2 separate regions of the Mus musculus genome follow, and region 1 is linked to region 2. A link is a contact called in public Hi-C data. All regions are on one chromosome and are shown on one strand. The core of a region is the stretch at or near the end of the contact, and the rest is flanking DNA. Distances in the headings are between cores, read along the strand shown. Region 1 overlaps Cpvl (carboxypeptidase, vitellogenic-like). Region 2 overlaps Chn2 (chimerin 2).

Evidence for each region. A called contact is a pair of places that touch in the nucleus more often than the background predicts.
Region 1: a Hi-C map of bone marrow-derived macrophages shows a contact between it and region 2, with 50 read pairs. The contact joins two enhancer-like sites. A contact is called at or near these places in 7 of 484 Hi-C or Micro-C datasets (bone marrow-derived macrophages, embryonic stem cells, group 2 innate lymphoid cells and 4 more), 3 of 115 datasets of contacts at active chromatin or transcription factors (bone marrow-derived dendritic cells, embryonic basal ganglia and stem cell-derived neural progenitor cells) and 1 of 9 other capture datasets (embryonic stem cells).

The regions. Positions count from the first base shown.
Region 1 is chr6:53,955,375-53,960,796 of GRCm38.p6, forward strand. All of the region lies in intron 3 of Cpvl (carboxypeptidase, vitellogenic-like), which reads right to left. Among named protein-coding and RNA genes, the nearest start is that of Cpvl, 21 kb to the right of the region's middle. Within about 2 kb of position 3,162, at least 23 of the 459 cell types and tissues checked have an H3K27ac peak or open chromatin away from gene starts, as enhancers often do. A contact at or near this core is called in bone marrow-derived macrophages, where this site is marked.
Region 2 is chr6:54,177,484-54,183,113 of GRCm38.p6, forward strand. The region is part of intron 2 of Chn2 (chimerin 2); the gene reads left to right. It also overlaps the pseudogene Gm15526. Among named protein-coding and RNA genes, the nearest start is that of 9530036M11Rik, 28 kb to the left of the region's middle. Within about 2 kb of position 2,533, at least 28 of the 459 cell types and tissues checked have an H3K27ac peak or open chromatin away from gene starts, as enhancers often do. A contact at or near this core is called in bone marrow-derived macrophages, where this site is marked.

The DNA of each region.
Region 1 (5,422 bases), core at 1,912-4,411, 220 kb before region 2:
CTCTCCAGGCTCAAGCCCAGGCTTTGCTCGTCCCCAACTGGGTGATTCTGGGTAAGACGCCAAAGCCATGAGGACTTTACTTTCCTGTAAAACAGGCACTGGCACCATTGTTTACAGTGTGGACTGGAGGTGAAGTGGGAACACTCTCCATAAAATCTGTAGAGTGGCTGTGTTCTGCAAATGGTAGCCACCCACGTGAAGGGTGGAGGTTAAGAACTTCGAGGGGATCTGTGCTCAAATCATCTACATATAGAAGAACAGGAGACTGTTCAGCTTGGTGGCTTGTTTGCTTGTTTGTTTGTCTGTTTGTTTGTTTGTTTGTTTGTTTAAATCCTTTGGCCCCTATCATCCCTGGTCTATTTTTCATTCCTTTCTTGTCCTGCCTCAAATATGGACACGCCACAAACAAACTCAGTGTCGGGGAGAGGAGCCTTCTCTGTCAAGTCAAAACAGAAAACCCCAACCTGAGAGAGGTGTTTCAGAGCTGCTGTGAGGGAGGCCTGGAACCAGGAGGCTCTGGCTCTACTTCACTACTAAGTAGCTGTGGTGGCCTGGCCCTCTGCTTCCTCCAGCCTGAGCTTCCTCCACCCCCAAGCCCCCAAACCCCTCTCCATGGCAGCAATACAAGCCTTCCTGATCGCTAGGATGAAAATCTGTATGGAGTGATGCTGTCCACCCACCCCGCCCTTCCTGGAGCCACTGTGTGCTTTGCCTATCCACATGAGTAAAACCTTTCCCCAGAACCTCTGTCACTCACCAGGACCCCCAGCCCCCTATACTTTCATTCACCCAGTACTGAAATCAAACTCCATATAACAAGGGGTAGGAAAACCAGGAGAACAGGAAGGAAGTCATCCCCACCCTTCCCAGCCTCTTGGAAGTATGGGGTGCTGGGGTACTGACTTCAGGATGCCCAACCCTCAGAACCTTCCTAGGTTCCTATACAGCAGTGGACCAGTAGCCCTCAAGCTTGGTCATAGATTAAAATAATGTGGATAATCTCTTTTCAAATGACTTTGCCTTGACTGAAGCCAGAGGAGTTGTACTCCCCTTATCCCACCCCTTGACCCCTGTGTGGAGTAGGATGGCACTCTCAGCTTTCCCCCGACGATTCTTACAAGCAAAAAAACAGCTAGAGACCTGCTAGATGATAGAGAGCCTGCTTTTTCAGTCTCCTAGGCAACTAATCTCCAATACTCTCTTCTCCCCCACCTTCCTGTGACCTGGCAGGGTTAAGGTTATCTCTAGACACTCAGAAAAATAGCCTGGTCCTAAGAGGCCACACTACAGGACAAGTCAAACAGCAATGTGCCAAACAGGGTTCTCATGAGGCCGTGAAGCACGGCACCCTGCATTCCTGGGATGCTAGCAGACTTCCAACCTCAGCTGACCTGCCTCCTTGGTGCTCAGCGGCCCTTGAAGCACCTGGTTTTAAAGAGAACCCAACCCCTACCATGTGTCTTTCTCCTTCAATGAGTTGAGCAGCCTATGCACTGATGCCATACCTGAACCAGGTGCTGCGATATGAAGGTGCTATTTAATGCTATGTACCCGAGAGTCAGCCATAGCACGTCATGCTTGTGTGACGAATCATGACATCATAACCAGGATAGACAATACTTGCTATGGCCCACACGAACGGCATAACATTCTTATAGATAATCCATGACATATCCAGATCTCACTTGTGAGGTGAGGCCCTTCTCCAAGGAAAGAGGAGAAATGCACAAGGACATGACGAAGAAAACCTCACTGCAAACATGGGGGCCACTGAAATAAGGAACTTCTGCTAATTGGTGGTAGGTAGGATGGAATTCAGACTTTTGAAAATATTAATCTTACTTTAGCTACGATTCAAGACATTTAGGTCTCCCATCTCAAAGCTTTAAAGTGATTTTCTTCATCAATACGTTTTATATTGCAGAGTACTTCTTTTTAAATCTCAGTACATTTTTTTGCTTATTTGTTTATTAACTGGCACCTGTGAGCATTAATAAACAAGTTTTGAGAGCTGGTTCTCTCCTGCCATGGAGCTCAGGGGGCCGTCAGGTCCTCAGGTTTGATAGTGGGTACATTCAGACCCACCATCTCTCGGCTCTGGGGTATACACTCGGAATTAAGGATTTTTAAAGACCGCCCCCCCCCCTGCCATCCCAAGTCTAACTTCTTAAACTTAGTCACGGAGATGTCTGAGGACTCTTCTCTACACATGTGCTCCACTTATGGACATTACATACGCTGAAGACACAGCACAGTGATAAGGCCATGCTGTTTTTGTGGTCACTGGACCTCAGGTTGTGGGGTGTCTCTCCGCAGCAGTGAGTCACATCACCACCATGCCCCATGCATCCAGCACAGTGTGTAAATTCATCTAATAGCACACACTGTCTGCTCTCCCAAAGCTGTGGGTTAGCTCCTACTCACAGTCAGGAAGAAAAAAAAAGTACTCTGTAAAGAGTGTGGCTATGGGAGCTACACTGCCAGGACTGGAGTTCCGACTAGCTGTTTTATATCTGCGTGTCCTTGAGTCCATGCCTTACTTTCGCTGTGTCTCCGTGCCCTCTGCCTGGAAGCACAGGTTGTTATTTATATGAGCAGCAGGTACAGTCACAACACTTCTTTCAGGCAGCGTCTGGTGTTACCTTTTTTAAAGTGTCAGTTCAGGTTGGGTTTTTGATGAGTGGGAAGACAGCTACGTGTAGCTACATATAGGGGCAGGTGGGCAGAGGAACACGCGATTGAGGACTCAAAGGCAGGGCTTTTGAGATGGCTATTCAAGCTTGGGATGGATGGCTTAGATGGATAATCGCCCCGGGTAAAGAGTTACCTGTTTGAAGATGAAGAAAAGAAACAGTTTATGAATGAGTCAAGGGCCTGAGTATAACCATGTCGAGAGCTACTGAGAGAAGGAAGACACGATGAAATGCGAAGGAGCAGAGGAATCCTGGACTTGTGAGATACACGGAGAACAACAGCAGATGCCCTGCGCGTGGGTGGAGCACAAGTGGCTGAGCCCTGTCCTGGTGCACAGACAACAACCGACAACAACCGTGGCAGCCTGCAATCCCAGTAGCTAGGGAAGTGAAGACAGAAGTGTGACTGCCTGGGCTACACAGAAAGACCCAATCAAGACTCCGGAGGGAGGAGAAAGGGGAGGGAGGAGAGGGAGGGGAGGGAGAAAGTGAGGGAGGGAAAGTAAGGGGAAAGGAAAAGAACTAGATCCAGTTTATCCACTGGCCTCTCAATTCCTCTGGCGACCCCTGGTGGCCAGTCACAAACTTGGCTACTCTTTCCTCAATGTTTCTTGCATGATGAACAGCCAGCCCCAAGGAGGCACTTCTTCTCTTCTGTCCGTGAAACTATCTACACCAGCATATCCCACTACTTACTTTCGATGATGGACAAAGAAAACGATTGTGTGCCTTCATAAAAGCAAAATTCCTGAAATCTAAACTGGTCCTGATGTGGCCTGTCACCTTCCAAGCGTCAGCTATGCATACTCTAGACTTTTTAAAGGTATCTCCAGCCAGACCAGACCCCAGCTTTACAGTCAGAGATAGATAACAAGACACAGTAGACATGATTTCTATTTGCACATCAACACGTTGCTGAAATGGAGAGTCAGTATGTCAGGAACAGGGACTAAAGACAACGATTTCAGTTCTTTCGATCAACATGGTTGTTCTAAGTTTGCTTTTCATTGCTGTTATAAACACCATGGCCAAAAGCAACTGGGGTGGGAAAGCTCTTATTTCATCTTACATGTTATAATCCATCATTAAAGGAAATTGGGGCAAACACTCAAGGAAGGAACCAAATCCATGGCCACAGAGGGATGTTGCTTATTGGCTTGCTCGGCCTGCTTTCTTATACCTCCAAAGATCGCCTGCCCACATAAATCACTAATCAAGAAAATACTCCACAGTCCAATCTGATAGATGTAACTCTCCAATTGACATTCCCTCTTCCCAGGTGTTTGTGTCAAGCCAACAAAAATCTGACCAGTGATTAAGGGCCCTGAAGAGGATAGGAGCTCCACAGGACAACCAACAGAGTCAACTAACCTGGACCCTTGGGAGCTCTCAGAGACTGAACCACCAACCAAAGAACATGCACGGGCTGGACCCAGGCCCCTTGCATATATGTAGCAGACGTGCAGGTCGGTCTTCATGAGGGTCCTGAACAACTGGAGCAGGGACGATAACAAAAGCTATTGCCTCTATGTGGAATATGTTCTTCTAGCTGGGCTACCTTGTCTGACTTTAATGGGAGAGGATTCACCCTGAAGAAACTTGATGCGCCAGGATGGGGGGGATCCCCAGGGGGAGGGGCCTCCACTCTCTCAGAGGAGAAGAGGAGGGGAGATGGGGGAGGGGATATATGGGGAGGGGGGACCAGGAGGGAGGGCAGTGATCAGGATGTAAAGTGAATGAATGAATGAATGAATTAATTAATTAATTAATTAATTGAGAAAAAGAATACAGTAAAACAAAACAAAACAATCTAACTAGTGGTTGTATTTTACATAGACAATTCCATTGATGTGGCTCTAGGGAATTAAACAGCTTACCACGTGTGGGGGCAGTATTTTGGCCAGAACCCAATCTGCATACATTTTTCTAGCCAACCCTTTCTTCCCTTCCACTAAGAAACACCATTCTAGAAAAGAGGATGCAACAGCCCACCACTGCCAGACTTCAAGGCAGGCTTAAAGTGGCAAGTGTGCTGTGGTAACTCAGTGACACCCTCTCTGTAGTTCTAAATGCAACGACTGGAGGCTTGCTTGCTTTACGTAACATGTTCTCTCTTAAGTGAAGCCATTAGTACCCAAGGTAAAGTCTTAACACCCCCCCCCCCGGTGCATCTGAGTGGACCCCCACCCTGCCGCACAGATCTCTCTGCCTACGATGCTTCAGCTGCCACGCCATGTTGATCAAGGAAAAGGATTTTTATTTAAAGCAATTAGTTTTGTAACCAGAATCATTGAGTAGCTTGGCAGAACCATTTTAATTCTACACACATAGTCCCAACACATGTGAACAGCTTGCTTACGACAGCCATGTGTTCCCAGGGAAGGTTGTTCACAGTGCTTCCTGTTGACAACATTAAACTGTCTTTAAACTGTGATCATTCATAGGGAAAATTAACTTTTTCAGTTGTCTCCCCCTGTCTTCTTAGATCATCCCCAACCTCCTCTGAGCTCTTATCAAGCGTTGACTTATCTCCTCATCAAGAGGCAGCCTCAAGCCCGTAGACTCCTCACCAGGCTCTTCCCTAAACATCCCAGGAGATAACAAGCCCCAGGCAAGAAAGCTATAGCTTAGAAGGAATGTGAGAGGCAGTGTGAATGAGGGAGTCTGGTCTCATTTCTGAGTCTAGCTAAGATGAAAGATGACTGGAAAAGTTAATAACCTCAGTCTTT
Region 2 (5,630 bases), core at 1,283-3,782:
GCACTCACTGCCTTTGCATTGTTGGCCTGCATCTCCTTCAGGCCTTTCTTGTTGTGCTTCTTGGCAAAACGCATGTTTCTCAGGAACTTGGGGTCAACCCCCTTAAGAGATTCGTATCTTTGCGACCGGGGTTTCTTGATGCCATTTCTGTGCCATTTGCGGGACTGGTTGTGTGTGGTGTGGTTCTTGGACTTGGCCATGTCTGCACGGTAACCCGCGGCTCCCGCAGCCGAAATGCAGTTTTTAACATACTAACTTGCTGACCTGTACAGAAATTCCCTCAGTTTTTCTGTAACCACAATAAAACCCTGAAGCCCTCTATACTAAAGTGTCTGCTGCGTGACAGTGAGAGGTTGAGAGACCTTGCTGGAGAGCTCATAAGAAGGACCTTACGTGTTTTACAGCACAGTTGACTCCTCGGTGGGTTTTGGGTACCTGCAACTTGGGCGTAACATAGTGTTCTTGATTGCAAGTTAATAGAATATTCCAGTCAGTGGTCACATAGACCAGAGGCTCTGGATTCGGGCATGTTTGGACATGACCCTTTCCACTCCCCTGGCCTTTTAAATTACTATTATTGTTGTTGTTGTTATTATTATTATTATTATTATTATTATTATTTGGATGATACTTTTCTTCAACTGGACTTTAACAAGTTCTTCCCATGTCATTTCTAGACAGACCCAATACCCCCAAGGGTATTGGCACTGCTTTCAGAAACATCAGGCAAAGAGACCACCCATTTATTAGTGCTTCGAGAAAACCATCAGAATGACATTTCAGCCCTCCTTGACTTCATTTTCCCATTCCTGACTTCATCTCTGTGGTCAAGGGGTTGGTAACTGCTAACTTTCCCTGACTGATCAGCATCAACTTTGGAATCAATCCTGCCTAAAACATGATCAGAAAATGTAGAGAAACACGGGAAGGGGGAAGAAGCTCACGGGTGCTAGGGAGGTAGCCATGAACAGCAGGCGTGCACATTGGGCAGTAAGGATCTTTAGAAATCTTCTTTTCCAGTGGTGTATGGATGGCGTCCCTGCATTCAGTCATTCATGCACCTAGTGCATATTAAGGGCCTGTCTGAAGCCAGAGAGTGCACTAGGAGCTGTTGGGCCATAAGGATACATAAGACCAAGACTTGACTGGAGAAAGCCCAATGTCACATGATGGCCCCAAATTTCTGCTCTCTCTCCATTTCCCTGTGGGATTAGAAGCTCTTGTTATCCTCTTAGAAACAAACACTATCACTTCCTTAGCTATGTCCTTGGGAGGCTCTTATCCCTAAACACCATACATCTGGAGCTCAACTACTAAAACCAACCCCCACCCCCACCCCACCCCACCCCACCCCATCCCACCCCCACCCCCGCAAAACCACAGGCAAAGTCACTGAGGAAGTGTTGGAGTTAATGGCCTAAAAGAATTGCCACTTTTGAATTCACTTAAAAACAACAAGGAAGCCACATTTGAATATTAAGTCAGAAGTGTGTGAAATGTGAGCCTGGAGCTGACAGGTTCAAAAGCCAACCGTTATGGGACTAGTCTGATTTTCTTTAGTAAGAGACCAAAAGCAACCATGCAGTTGATGCTGGAATGACAGCTCTCCCAGGAGCCCTCCTCCAGTGGGAGGTCAGGTACTCAGAGCTTGTGCTGATTATTCTAAACAGGAGCTTGGGACCTCACACCCTTGATCTGTAGAACTGCCAAAGTCAAATCACCTGACGGGAATAGGATAGTAGTTATTCTTTGATCCTATCCCAATCTGTGAGTCATAAAAGTAGCCTGTGTGCAATTTGTCAAACCCCATAGATCCTGCTTATGTACACAGATACCTGGCTCCCTGCTTTGGGGCCCCACACACCTTGTCTTTGGGTTACCATGGTGCCATTGGCCAAGCAGTGAATTTTAAGATAATATTTTATTAGCAAGGCAAAGCCTTCACATGGTAGCTAGAGGTGAGGTTGGAACCAGGAAGTCATCTATAGTACCAGTAACCTGCTGCTCATAGCTGGGGGACATGGCAGTAGCCAGGCTGATACTGCTTATTCATTATGTACTGGCCAGAGGCAGTACTTTTAGAAGGGAGTGGACTGCAGAGCCCAATCTAGAGGGCTAGGATCCACCCATCTCAGTCCTAAGTCCTGTTTTTGAGTGGCTTCAGCACTCTGCTTGCATGACCTTTCCCATATTGCCCACAGGAACATGTTGACTTATCCCTATGTTGACAAGGTGAGTCAACTTTTGTTATGCAAGAATAAAATATTAGCTTTCTCAATCCTTAGACTCCAAGGGGAGCAAGGTGTCCCTTCTCTACCTCCACAAACCTCAGGGACCTCCACCACTGCCAAACAGGTTGACCCAGTGGGAGAACTCTCTCCTGTGCTGGAAAAGGCCCCTGGCTAGGGAGGGCCTCCAGTATGCATGGGACATTGCTGTAGAAGCAGATGCTACCGTGTCACTCCTCTGCTTGTGGAACCACCTTAAGAGTGGCATTCATTCGTGCATTTTGCTTGTGAAGTATGTTTGTTGAGTTAAATCAGGAAGTGAGACTTTCAGACGTTGTGACATATTTTATACCTCAAATGCGCCTTGGAGAATTATTCCCGTGGGTGTTTGATTAGCTAACCCTTTAAATGGTGTACAGGACCCTACTGAAAGCTAAGGTAGGAAGCTTCCTGGCTTTTGATTGGCTCTCATGTCAGCATCCGGAGAGATAGACACATGACCCAAGTGGTCCACTGGCTTCCCTTCCATTTTGGCAAACTCTGCTGCTCAGAGAGCATAGAGCAAGCCTCAGGAGTCTGAAGACCTTTTGGCTGAGAAAAGGCCACTAGCTAATGATGTCTGTCATGTCACTTCCAGGAGTGGAAGTGGCTGCCTGGCTTATTGTGCTTCAGAAGCCTTTCCCACTTCCTCTTCCAAACCATCCCTTAAGCTTCTGTTCCCAGTGTGTGGCTGGTGAGCCTGCATTTCTCTATGCCCAAGTGACAACTGCCCCAGAGGGTGAGTTTACGGGATCTGGGCTGCTGACATCAAGCACACTGTCCAGAAGTGCACCATGCCTGCATCCTTCTGTTCCATCAACAGCATCTCAGCTCCTTCTCATCCAGAATCCGCTTTGCCTCATTCCCTCATCTTACACACTCTCACAATCTCTGCTGTGTGTGAATAAACCACTGTCTTCCCTTCTCCCTGCTTCCCAGTGTCCCCTGCCTGGTCTCCCCTTTGGTGAGGTCAAGACAGTACCTCTGCCCTGGATGCGCTCAAGGATCTTCTGGAAATGTCTAGGAAAACAGATTTTGAAGACTCCTTCCAGATTCATGGAGTGGATTGTGCCCAGGATAGAGACTAGGAATCTATATTTTGTGACAGCTTCCAGTAAATTCTAATGGGATCAGACCCACGTGGGACTTTTCTAGCAACTGTGCTAGAAAGCCATTGACTTTGGGCCTGGACATCCAGATTTGAAACTTGATTTGGTCCTATTGTTGGTGTGACTTTCAGTGTCTTCAAAATGAGCTCTAACTTTGTTAGCACAAGTGAGTAAACCCTTGAGGGAAGAGTCAATGAGAACATGCTAGAATGTCTGATTTACAGCAAGCTCCAAGCAATGCCAGTGCCCTTGTTTGCTTTCTGTTGCTGTGATAAACACCATGACCAGAAGCAACTTGAGGAGGAAAGGATTTCTTTAGCTTAGAGTCATACTCTATCACTGAGGAAGTTGGGGTTGGGAACTCAAGGCAGGAATCTAGAGGCAGAACTAAAGCAGAGGCCATAGAGGAATGCTGCTTACTAGCTTGCTCTCCATGGCTCCCTGACCTGCTTTCTTTTACACCCCAAGACCACCTGCCCAAGGGTAGTACCAGTGGGCTGGGTCCTCCCATATCAATCATTAATCAACAACAACTAAGAAATATCCCCCAAAATGTTCATCATCCCTAGCAATTAGGGAAATGCAAATCAAAGCAACTTGGAGATTTTGTTTTACTCCAGCAAGAATGGCAAGATCAACAAGACAGCAGACGACAGATGAGGGGAAGCAGATCCTTCACTCATTGATGGTGGGATGGCACACATGTCCAGTCACTCTGGAAATCAGTGTGGAGAAGTCTCAAAGGGCCAAAATTGAATCTATCATGTGACCCAGAAATACCACTCTTTGGTATGTGCCAAGAGGGCTGGATGACTTATACCACAGATGGCTGTTCAGCCATGTTCGTGGTTGTTATATTCACAATAGCAAATAGGAGAAACCTAAATGTCCTATAACCAGTACAATTATAACCAGTACAATTAACGGATAGAAAATGAAAGTGTGGTACATGGACTCTATGGAGTATTATTCAGCCATAAAAAGTGAAACCCTGAACTTTGCAAGTAAACTAGAATAGATCATGTTGAAAATAGAATAGAATAAAAACTAGAATAGATCATATTGAGTGATGTAACTTAGATCCAGAAAGATAAGGATCTCTCTTATCTGAAGCTTCTAGTTAAATCTTCAGATGTGAGTACATAGCTTGGAGTAACTGCAGAAACCAGGAAAATAAAAAGGGACCATTACAGGGTCAGAGCAACAGAGAGGGGAGTAACAGGGTACAAGTGATGTGAACAGGAAAATGGGAAAATGGGAGGCTGTACTTAGGAAAGGAGGGGGATAAATGCAGAAGGAAGTGAAAAAATAAGCCATAAGGAATCATGCTATTAACTATCTACTTAAAATATATTTATAATACATGCAGCTTTATGTGTAAATAGATAATATATTGTTTAAATGAATTGTTCCCATCTGGACTGACAATGCTCCATCCAAGGTCCATAGACTAGCAACAGCAACAAAAATAATACCAGGCACGAGAAGCCCTCTTTTGGGCTGTTCATGGTTGTCCAAGAGACATTAACACATTATAGACTGTTGCTGCTGTACTTGCTTGCCCTTCAGAGGTGGAAAGTAAGTCCTTATTGCTGAAGATGCCATCCACTTTGGACATAGAACACAGAGACCCCTGAGCTGGAACTGACCCAAAGCCTCCTTGAGGACTAGAAGGCAAGGTGTCATGCAAGTTTCCAGAGGGAAATAACCAATGATTCTACCCAGCTATGACACCTATGGACCACAGCAATGGCCCGCCAGCAAGGCACAGTAGCCCTAAAGGGTCAGTGCTGGCATGCATAACTTGGTGGTAGCCAATAGCATTATAGCATCCTAATTGGACTTAAGACATGCTCAACAAGAGGGAAGTCAGGCCTGGTGCTGGAAACCTAGCCAACTACCCAGGGAAGTCATGGATCTTGGATTAGAACTTTCAACTGTCTTCACTTTACTAAATCAGCAAAACCCTTAACTACCATCTAAACATCTGTCCTTATACCCACATATGAATGGAATCCTCACCCCTCATCAAACAAACCTCTCTTTGTAACAAAGAGACTGTTGCAGAACACTACAACTAATCTAAATGCTGAACTGCGGAGCACAGTCCCAACTGATACAATTACAACTCTTATTCCTAAGGCTCAGGGATCATTGTAGAAGAAGGGTGAAAGAAAGGTCTGAAAAGCCAGAGGAACAGGGGATTTGCTGTGAGTTCGTGTCTAGTCGGGATGTCAGAGATATAGCCATAAAG